Regions from separate parts of the Mus musculus genome. Here regions 1 and 3 are each linked to region 2. The links are chromatin contacts, called in public HiChIP or PLAC-seq and promoter capture Hi-C maps. All regions are on one chromosome and are shown on one strand. Each heading gives the region's core, a stretch centred on a gene start, on an enhancer-like site or on the middle of the called end of the contact. The rest is flanking DNA. Distances are from core to core; before and after follow the strand shown. Region 1 has its middle 5.5 kb from the start of Gm23025. Region 2 holds the start of Dclk2 (doublecortin-like kinase 2). Region 3 holds the start of Prss48 (protease, serine 48).

What was found. Promoter capture Hi-C pulls out the DNA fragments that hold promoters and counts their contacts. HiChIP or PLAC-seq counts read pairs in DNA pulled down with a chosen protein or histone mark.
Region 1: a contact with region 2 is called in a promoter capture Hi-C map of hematopoietic stem and progenitor cells, with 6 times the contacts expected there. The contact joins the enhancer-like site here to the promoter of Dclk2 in region 2. A contact is called at or near these places in 5 of 39 promoter capture datasets (hematopoietic stem and progenitor cells, hippocampal neurons, liver and 1 more), 3 of 115 datasets of contacts at active chromatin or transcription factors (embryonic hindbrain, embryonic stem cells and large pre-B cells) and 1 of 9 other capture datasets (embryonic stem cells).
Region 3: an H3K27ac HiChIP or PLAC-seq map of embryonic stem cells shows a contact between it and region 2, with 2.6 times the contacts expected there. The contact joins the promoter of Prss48 here to the promoter of Dclk2 in region 2.

Annotation. Positions count from the first base shown.
Region 1 is chr3:86,195,358-86,198,478 of GRCm38.p6, forward strand. No RefSeq gene overlaps it. Among named protein-coding and RNA genes, the nearest start is that of Gm23025, 5.5 kb to the left of the region's middle. Within about 2 kb of position 1,319, at least 48 of the 459 cell types and tissues checked have an H3K27ac peak or open chromatin away from gene starts, as enhancers often do. A contact at or near this core is called in hematopoietic stem and progenitor cells and pre-B cells, where this site is marked.
Region 2 is chr3:86,919,284-86,922,496 of GRCm38.p6, forward strand. Dclk2 (doublecortin-like kinase 2) reads right to left here and starts at 1,601. Exons shown (of 16, transcript NM_027539.5): 1 at 467-1,601. The coding sequence starts at 887.
Region 3 is chr3:86,000,908-86,004,036 of GRCm38.p6, forward strand. It overlaps Prss48 (protease, serine 48), which reads right to left and starts at 1,624. Exons shown (of 6, transcript NM_001001650.2): 1 at 1,542-1,624; 2 at 1-23. The coding sequence starts at 1,584. All of the region lies in intron 1 of Sh3d19 (SH3 domain protein D19), which reads left to right.

The sequences.
Region 1 (3,121 bases), core at 69-2,568, 720 kb before region 2:
CTCCATGTGTACCTGTACATATGCACACAAAAATATGCCTATACAATGCACACACACACACACACACACACACACACACACACACACACAGAGAGAGAGATAGAGATAGAGAGAGAGAGAGACTTTGCATTTCTGTTAAAGAAAATAAAACACTTGTCTAATAACCCTGGTTGAAATAAGAGTAAAGCCCAGAAGAGCTAGGCGTTTTCTTCTTTCTTTCTTTCTTTCTTTCTTTCTTTCTTTCTTTCTTTCTTTCTTTCTTTCTTTCTTTCTTTCTTTCTTTCTCTCTCTCTCTCTCTCTCTCTCTCTCTCTCTCTCTCTCTCTCTCTCTTTCTTTTTCTTTTTTCTTTCGAGATAGGGTTTCTCTGTATAGCCCTGGCTGTCCTGGAACTCACTCTGAAGGAGTGCACCACCACACCCAGCAGGAGTTTTACTTTTCATGGGGCAGTGGTGGCACAAACCTTTAATCTCAGCACTCAGGAGGCAGAGACAGTCCCATCTCTGTCAGTTCAAAGCCAGCCTGGTCTACAGGTGCAAGTTTGTTTGTTTGTTTGTTTGTTTTAATTAAAAAATGTTTTATTTCACAAAAGATAAAATGAGAAGAAAGGCACATAGAGACTTACATTTAAACTATTTGTAGAAATAGAACAGGAGAGTGAAATATTCCCTGTGGAGCAGAAAGCATAGTTTGTTTACACTGTGGTGAGAGGTTTAGGACAGAGGATAATCACAGCAGAAATTCTCTGTTCAGAAGCTAGCTGAGCAAGAGATAATTCCTACAATTAGCGTACCGCGGCACCAGGGGCGGCTCGGATCACTGTGCCGAACCGCCCACGATGTGCCAGCCGGATCTCAGCCGCACAGCAAGAGCAAGGATCACAAACTACACCAGCGGTGGCACTCGGAATGCTTAAAAGGAACAGTTAGGAAGCTTTTCTCACTTACCAGCACTTTACTGGGAATGTAAAAACTGCGCACAAAGATCCCTTATAGTTAAAAACAATCATCTATCGGTGTGAAACGTGGTCCTGACCTGAGACCTACCATGTCCACACCCCACGTTTAACTAACCTCAAGTAGAAAACATTTAAAACATTGCATCTGTGTTGAACATTCAGCTCTTGGTACAGCATTTACGTTACACTGGGCACTAGCAGTTTAGCTAAAGTAATCTAGAGATTAAATAAATTATGCAGGCTCTGTAACACTAGCCATTTTAAATAAAGGATGTGAGCATCCTGCTGTCTGCAGGGGCTCCTAGAACAACCCTGCTATGCACCAAAGGAAACAGTGTACTTTGATAACTAAGGAAACACTATGAAGAAATAAAGCCCATCTGTAAACCCACAGACTTATATTTACAACAGGATGTGGCCTTCCCATCTGACTGACGGCAACTGAATTCTTCTAGCTGCTTAAGCACGAAACTTTAAAATTAGCCCTACTTCTCCCTTTCTTTCATATTTTAGACTTCAAACCCATACTCAAAATATATATCTTCAGAGTTTGAGCACTTTCTAACATTTCTGCTGCAAAGACCGAGGTCAAAACCATGACGTGCTTTTGGCATGCTTAGCTTAGAAGGCAACAACTCTTTTCATAGTTTCTTAGAGAATTTTTATCTTGAAGGGTTACTGAAGGCTTTTCTGTATTGATTACAATGTTCATATGACCCCTGCTCTTGAATCTATTTATAAAAATGCTTATTGATTTCCATATATTGAACCAAAGTTGCATCCCTGGAATGAAACTTAGTTGGTCAAGTGGGTACTGCTTAATGGATTCTGGAGTTTGATTTACAAAAATTTCATTGAGCATTTTTGCATCTATAGTAATTAGGGAAATATTTACAATTGCTATACCTTCTTAGATGAACTTTCCCTTTATTAAGATGTTTGGTTGGGCAGTGGTGGCACACGCCTGTAATCCCAGCACTTGGGAGGCAGAGGCAGGCAGATTTCTGAGTTCAAGGCCAGCCTGATCTACAGAGGGAGTTCCAGGACAGCCAGGGCTACACAGAGAAACCGTGTCTCAAAACACCAAAAAAAAAAAAAAAAAAAAAAAAGAAAAAAGATGTAGTAGTTTTTATCTCTTCTTTTTTGGTTCAAGTCTCTTCTCAGACATCTGTATAGATATATTGATTTGGTTTTGGTTTCTATTTGCTTGATAAAATGTTTTTTATTATCTCTCTTTTTTTTAAGATTTAGTTTATTTATATGTTTACACTGTAACTGTTTCCAGACACACCAGAAGAGGGTGTCAGATCCCTCTACAGATGGTTATGAGCCACCATGTGGTTGCTGGAAATTGAACTCAGGACCTTTGGAAGAGCAGACAGTGCTCTTAACCACTGAGCCATCTCTCCAGCCCCATGTTTTTTATTCTTTAATTCTTAAGTCTTTGGATTTTTTTTTTCTTTTTAAACTCATGAGATATGTTTTTTAGAGACCACAGAGAATAGGATCTAAGTTTTAAATCTAGCCAGCCAGTCTATGTCTCTTTTTGGCAAGTTGTTACTGAGAAGTATTTACTAATTCCTATAATGTTGTTGCTTTTCTCATAGGCTGGATTATTGTTTGACTTTATCTTCTTCCCCATTAGGATTAAGGATCTGCTGGTTGACTGTGAAGACATGATGGCTCCTAGCTCTCTCATCTACTCCTCTCTACATTTATTCTTGTTCTTTTGCAACTGAGAGTCCTCCTTCTGTACACATTACTCTTCTCCATGGATTATTCTGTAACACTGGATCAGTGATAATGAGTTCCCTTACTTTGTGCTTGTATTGATAGGTGATTATTTTCCTATAAAATTTAAAATGTAGTAGGTTTATTAGATATGGATCTTGGTTGGTAGTTATAACTTTTAGGGCTTCAGATATATTATTTGAGCTTTCTTAACTTTTAGAAATGCTGACAAGATATCTGATGCTATTCTGACATTTCTATCTTTGTAGATGACTTGGTATTTTTTCCCTTACAGCTTTTAATAAAGTTTCTTTGTGCCGGGCAAGATGGCACACGCCTTTAATATCAGCACTCAGGAGGCAGAAGCAGGCAGATTTCTGAGTTCGAGGCCAGCTTAGTCTACAAAGTAAGTTCCAGGGCAGCCAGGGCTATAC
Region 2 (3,213 bases), core at 351-2,850:
CTTGTGCCACACATGAAACCAGAAAAGCCAACCTAGAACGAGTCAGAACGAGCTAGCTGTGCACAGAAGGTACAATGGGATCCCAAACACAGGAACAGCACAGGTACTGCACTGGCCTCTACCAAAGGTTACCCAGCGCCTCACTGGAGAAACACGCTTTCAAACAGTTTGCCCTTCCAGCAAAAATAAGTTGGCTAATTTTACAGCCATCATTGTTTGTATTTGTCTCTGATCATTAGAATTTTCTTCCGTTTTTAGAAGGCCAATCTCTTGGGAAGGAGATAATGGGTGCACCCCAACCCAACACAAACGACCGAGGAGCAGACAGTTCCCGTGGCTGCCTAGAAAGCAAGCGCCCGGCAGGCTGCCCCAGCGCAGGGCGGGGAAGCGCGCTGGCCGCAGCCACTGCACCTGCCGCTGTGCACGGGGCCGCACCTGCCGCGCCGCGCCCGCCCCTCCTATTTACCTTCCAGCAGCTCGTCCAGGCTGGTGACCTTCCGGCTGCCGTCTATGGTGTAGATGGTGCGGACGCCCTGGGGCAGGTTCACATTGTCAGACAGTGAGCGGGTGAGCTCTATGAGGAGCGCATCGAAGGAACGGAAACGGTCGTTGGAGATGGCAAAGACCAGGCCTTTGAAATAGCGGTCCCCATTCCGGTAGAACCGCGCCTTCTTGGCCTTCTTCTCCGAGCTGAGGGCCTGCAAGGTCCGCGTGCGGTAGAAGCTGCAGTGAGCACTGTGCGCCGGGCTGGGGATGAGCCCGTTGCCCTTGGGGCCAGAGATGCTGCTGCCCCCGGAGGAGCTGGGAGCCCCTCTCCGTGACCCTGGCCGCGGCCTTTTGTCCCGTTCTTCAAAATGTTCCAGCTCAATGCTCCTTGTGCTGGCCATCGCGGCTGCTCGGGAGAGCTCTCCACAAATTAATTAATTAATAAAAGGACGTCCCAACCGCCCCGGCCGCAGCGCGCCGCGATCTAGGCGCTCCGTCCCGTCTTAAAGCAGCGGGACACCTGGCGCGGGCATTCGGGCCATGCTCGCAGGTGGAGCCGCTCAGCCAGCTAAAGGCGGCCGCAGCGCGCAGCAGCCCAGCTCATTGTCCCGCGCGCCCTCGGTCGCCGCCGCCAGCTGAGGAGCCCCACGCCCCCCAAGCGCCTCCTTCGCCGGGCCACGCCTCACAAGTAGCGCGCGGGCAGCAGGCCGGGAGCCGCCAAGTTGAACGACCCTAGGCTGGCCCGGGTTCGCATCCGGCCTGCGCTCTCGGGCGCGCTGAGTGGAGGAAGGAAGCGGAGGGGGGAGGGGCGCGAGCGTGGGCGAGGCGCCTCGGGGCTGCCCGGCGCGGCCTGGGGTCCCGGGTTCCCGCCGCCGCGTCGCGCGCGCCCAGGCCCAGTCCACGGCCGGTGCGCGTCCCTGGCCGGGGATCCTCTAGAGGCGCTGGGCCCCTGCGGGAAGAGTGCAGCCGCCTCCCACGCACGCACGCCCACGGGCATCCGCGCTCTCGGCCGCCTGTCAGGGCCTGGACCCCGGAGGACACCCTCTGTCCCTTCAGGGACACCACAAACCACACCGAGAGGGAGATGGTGAGGAAGAGGGCGGCGCCGCGCGAGGAGCGGCTCTACGGTCCAAGGAGGCCCCGCCCGCCCGCCGGGCTACCGGAGCTGCGCGCTCCCGGGCGTGACCGCGCTGCGCGCTCCACAAGCGCGGGGGCTAGCGCAACCGCGCTAGGCAAAAGAAAAAAAAAAAAAGCCTACAAAGGAAGGAGACTCAAGGGCAGCAAGCACATCCTTATCCTGCCTCCTGGGGAAAAACCGAGGCCAACCTAGAGCAGAAATACAAAACATAGCACTAGGTTTGGATGCAATATTAGTTTTTTATAAACGTCTGATTTATTGTTTAAATAAAAAATCCTTTAGGCAGAAAAAAAAAATCCTTCACACTTTCTACTGCAGATTCGATAACACAGTAGTTCCAGTAACTTTGAATGAATACATGACTACAAGTTATTGGTTTCATTGAATCAAGTATTTGTGGAGAGCTTGCCATTTGCCGGGCATTAATCCCATCACTGGGGATGCGCGAGCAGAGAACAGAACCTCTGTGAATTTACCCGCGCTCACGTGTTCATTCTGAGCTGCTCACAGAAGTGGACTGACAAACACCCATCATGCAAGAAAACCTCTTCTTAAGTGGATATCTGGCCCACAATAGACATGTTTCAAGAAATTTTTGAAACGTCCGTTATTTCACTTTGGTGATGAAGCTCAAAGGCATTTGGCCCCAACCTGACACATGAAATTAATGATTCGGCACCCGGTTCTTCAGCAGCCCTAAACAGCTCCAAACTGTCCTTGAAGGTAGGGCGACAAAAAACGCTTTGCTTGTGATCGACTGGAACAGCATAAAATAGGAGTGGGTAGAAACACAACCATGAGCACCGTGAAGCAAATCCTTCCTCATAGACCTAGTTGGCCAAAACATGAGAACGGATGGAGATAGAGGGGCAAAAAAAAAAAAAGTTCCATGGGCATCCAAGATGACTCAGTAGGTCAGGTGACTCATAGAACTGCCAATCATCGCCAGATCCCACGTGGTGGAAGGGAAGCATAGACTCCTGTAGTTTATCCTCTGACCCCTGCATGCATGCCATGCCAAGACAACACAGTAAATAAATCTAAAAACTTTTGTGAGGAAAAAAATTGTTCCTGAATTCTATTTCTAATGCAAATGAACTGGGAGAAGGCAGGCTTCAAGGAGGCAACTACTAATTAATCTGGGTTGCTTTATGGTTTAAAGTTTATAGAACCGTAACACGTTTTCCTCTTTCGTGCAAGTGCAGAATGTCTACAGTGAGATGTTTAGAACTGGCATGTATTTCCCTCGCTGGGATATTCCCTGCATCTCAGAAACCCTGTCTGACCTGCTAGCTGTTCACCTGTCTGGAGACTGTTTGGGTCTCTCCTGGACTGAGATCTAGTTTAAGGTGGCTTTATGAAGACAGGATGGCCACAGGCAAATAAGTCACCTTCTGGAAGCCAACCTTGACCTCTCTCTCTCTCGGCTGTGAATTACCGTTCTATAACTCCCCTTAACCCTAACATTTACTTGAATAAAAAATCGGGGGAAAATACTTCATTTCTCATCTATTGGCAATTCAAGAAGGAATTAAATCTCAAAACATTCCCTCGTTCACACATTAAAATAACCCCTTTCAGCCGGGCGT
Region 3 (3,129 bases), core at 374-2,873, 920 kb before region 2:
GGTAAAAGAGCCCTGGAAAGCTCCTACAGAAAACACACCATGTCATTCATTAATACATAATAAAACATCTTACATTAAACTCACTGAACAGAAAGCTTTCCAGAGTGGTGGTAAGGCTAAAATTTACAATTATCTGCCAGCAAGCAGGTCTCTTCATAATTATATACCTTCCTGCCTATGGCAACTGACGTTTACCTTTTACTTGGTGGTTCAAGGTCATCGTCAGGGCATCCCGCGTGTTCACTTGTGATACAGTGGTGCTGGGAGATGCGTTTGAGATGTATAGACTCTTTATTTTTATGTTGTTTTCTTTAACTGAGTTGTCATTTTACAAAACGTGTGTATCTCTTGTGCTACCTCTTACCTCTTTGCTACTGATAGCGTGCCCTTGTTTTAATCAACTGTGGGCCAGAGAATTAACCGAACAAGTTACTTATTATGCCAGAAGTGCCTCTAGTTTCCTCTGCCTGAAGTGCAATTTTCCCAGGCCTGGGTCTTATCTAACTTGCTCATTTCCATGAAGTCTTCCTCTCTTGAGGGTGTGAAGATAGCCCTGAGCACAGGTATATTTTTTCACTTGGGCATATCCTTATCAAGTAGACTCAGACCTGTGGGAAAATGGCAGCACCCCTCACTTCTCGGGGTAAGGCTCAGAGGGATGGCAAACCTTCTCTGGTTCATATGTGGATGTTGATAGTTTGGGCAGAAAATGCCCACTGTAGCTTTCTCCCACCATGTTTATGGCCTGAAGGATGCTCCCCAACAAAGACAAGTAGATTAGCTAAACCTGCCTCCTCAATCCAGCATTACACCATACAGCCTGCCTCTTTGTTTACGGGTATGTAATAAGCCCACCTTTTTATTCAACTGTATATAATAAACATGCCAAGCTGCTGCAGCTCCGGTCACCCAACCCCAGCTTTTCTGTGTGTCTGTGTATGTGTGTTTGTCCTTTCCTCATTCCCTCAAGTCCCCAGCCAGGTGGGTCCCTGGAATGGCACCTGGGAGACCCCTTGTGCTACTGGGGCTGGAACGCATTGGCCATGAGTTCCACCAGCTGAGCCACTACCCAGTTTCTTTCAAGTATCTGCTTAAATTGTTCCTCTGGGAGAGGCCACTTTATACTAACCAGTTACCTTTTTTTGTTCTTTTGTGTTATGTAAGTTAGGTCAGCCTAGAATTCGCAAATGTAGCCCAGTCTGGCCTCAAACATAGGATCTTCTGGGTACAGCTCTTCTGAATGTCGGGATTACAGGCCTCTATTGTCCCTGAACCTTAGGTGCTCTTTTCCTCTCATGACATTACTACCCATTGTTATGCTTGGTAATTTACATTTTCAATACGTGCACTGATTAGAAGTCCCATGAAAGCAAGGACCTTAGTTTTGTTTACTGCTTTTATCGAACCACGGACAGTAACCTCGCGGGAGTTTCTTGGACAATGCCACTCACAAGTAATGCCCACACGTTATCATCTGATTCCTTCCTGAGGCCCAAAAACCTCTGCTTTTCTCCCCTCTTGGCTCTGGCCCTGGGGCTCACCCAGAAAAAGCAGCAGCAGAACCTTAAGGCCAGCAGGGCCCATGCTTCTGTCCTCATTGCAGTACTTCCGGCTTCCGGGACTCAGGCTCCTGTCGGAAGGCCGCTGAGAAGTAGCCGCGGAAGGGGCAGGACCAGCTGCTCCCGCTAGGTGGCGCTCTCAGCGTTTTCCCCTTCGCCTGGGCCGGACTGCAAGGGATTTAAGCCGAGCGGCTGCGGGACTGTGCAGCGCCCCCTACTGTCTTGGGGGAGCCACTGTGGAGTTTTGTTGTTTCTTTTTGTTTTGTTTTTGCCGAAGGTGGGGGTAGAGGGTATTGGGAAGGATTAAGATCTTGTCTGTCCATAGCACAAAGTGGAAGTGGGCAGGATTCGAGCATTAGTCAAAATACACACACACACACACACACACACACACACACATAAAAGAGGAAATTAACCCACTCTCTGAGTTAAATCCGTTTGTTTTTACAAATCAGGTTTTCTGGAAACTAAAGTCTTCGGCAATGCTCTGTGTATGGGACATTTATTGTAGTGTGGTCTCGGTGTTCACACCTGGGTTTGTGTGGAAAGCCAATAAGGGAGTTAACCTAGGACAGCCCTTGAAGACGAGAACTGGGAGGACGTGGGTTTGTGGTAGCTTGAGAGCTTATAAGCAGGATTGTTGAGTGTCTCCACGCAGATTCCTGGCATTCTTACATTAAAATGGCTCAACTACAGTCCATACCACCTGCCCAAGAGCTTCCTTTTATTCAACTTAAATTCCTAAGAGGCTTTATTGGTGCAGATGATCTGTTCTTACCAGGATGTAGGTTCTCCTGGCAGTGAAGTACCAACCCTCATATAAAAGGAGCTGGGAGGGGATATGGAAATGTGTCAGAGTAGGCCAGCAGGTTTTTTAGTGATATTGCCCTCAGCCTGACTCCTCCCGTGCATGTGGACGGGACAGATTTTTTTTCTGTCCCCTGTCTTTGAGCTGAAAACATTCACTCAGGGTTTGTACCAATTGCTATGATTTTTATCATCTTATAATTTGTGACTTCCTGCTTTTCATCTTAATTTTTTTTTTTTTGAAGAAAAAAAAAACCACTTGTTTTAATCACAATCACCTTTGTGGTTATTTCAAATAATTTCTGGTTTTCACAGACAGTTTTAACCGTGAATGTGGCTTTTTAAAAGGTCAGGGAGCTGGGGATAGCTGCATAGCCGAGTGTTTACTTCACATATGAAGGGCCCCGGGTTCTACCCCAAGCACTGTAAAAAGAAAAGAAACGTCAGATCTTCCTTTGACATTTGCCCCTGACTGGAGAACAGGTTGCTTCTGCCTTGGTTTGCGTCGATCCTTGGGCTCTGGCCAGGTCTTTGATTTGTCAGGAGTAAAGGTTTGAGCAGACACTCTTGGTCCCATGATTATCCCAGGGTCTGGGCTTCTGCCATCACAGTACAGATGTGACGTTCTAACGGACTTCTTTGATAATTTCGTTAGTTAGGTTGCTCACAGATTCTCTTTTCTCTGTTGTTAAAATGTTTTATAAAAATGTATTTTGATACTGCGGTCTGTTAAGTTTTGTTGGAAGCAAACTCTATGGGATGT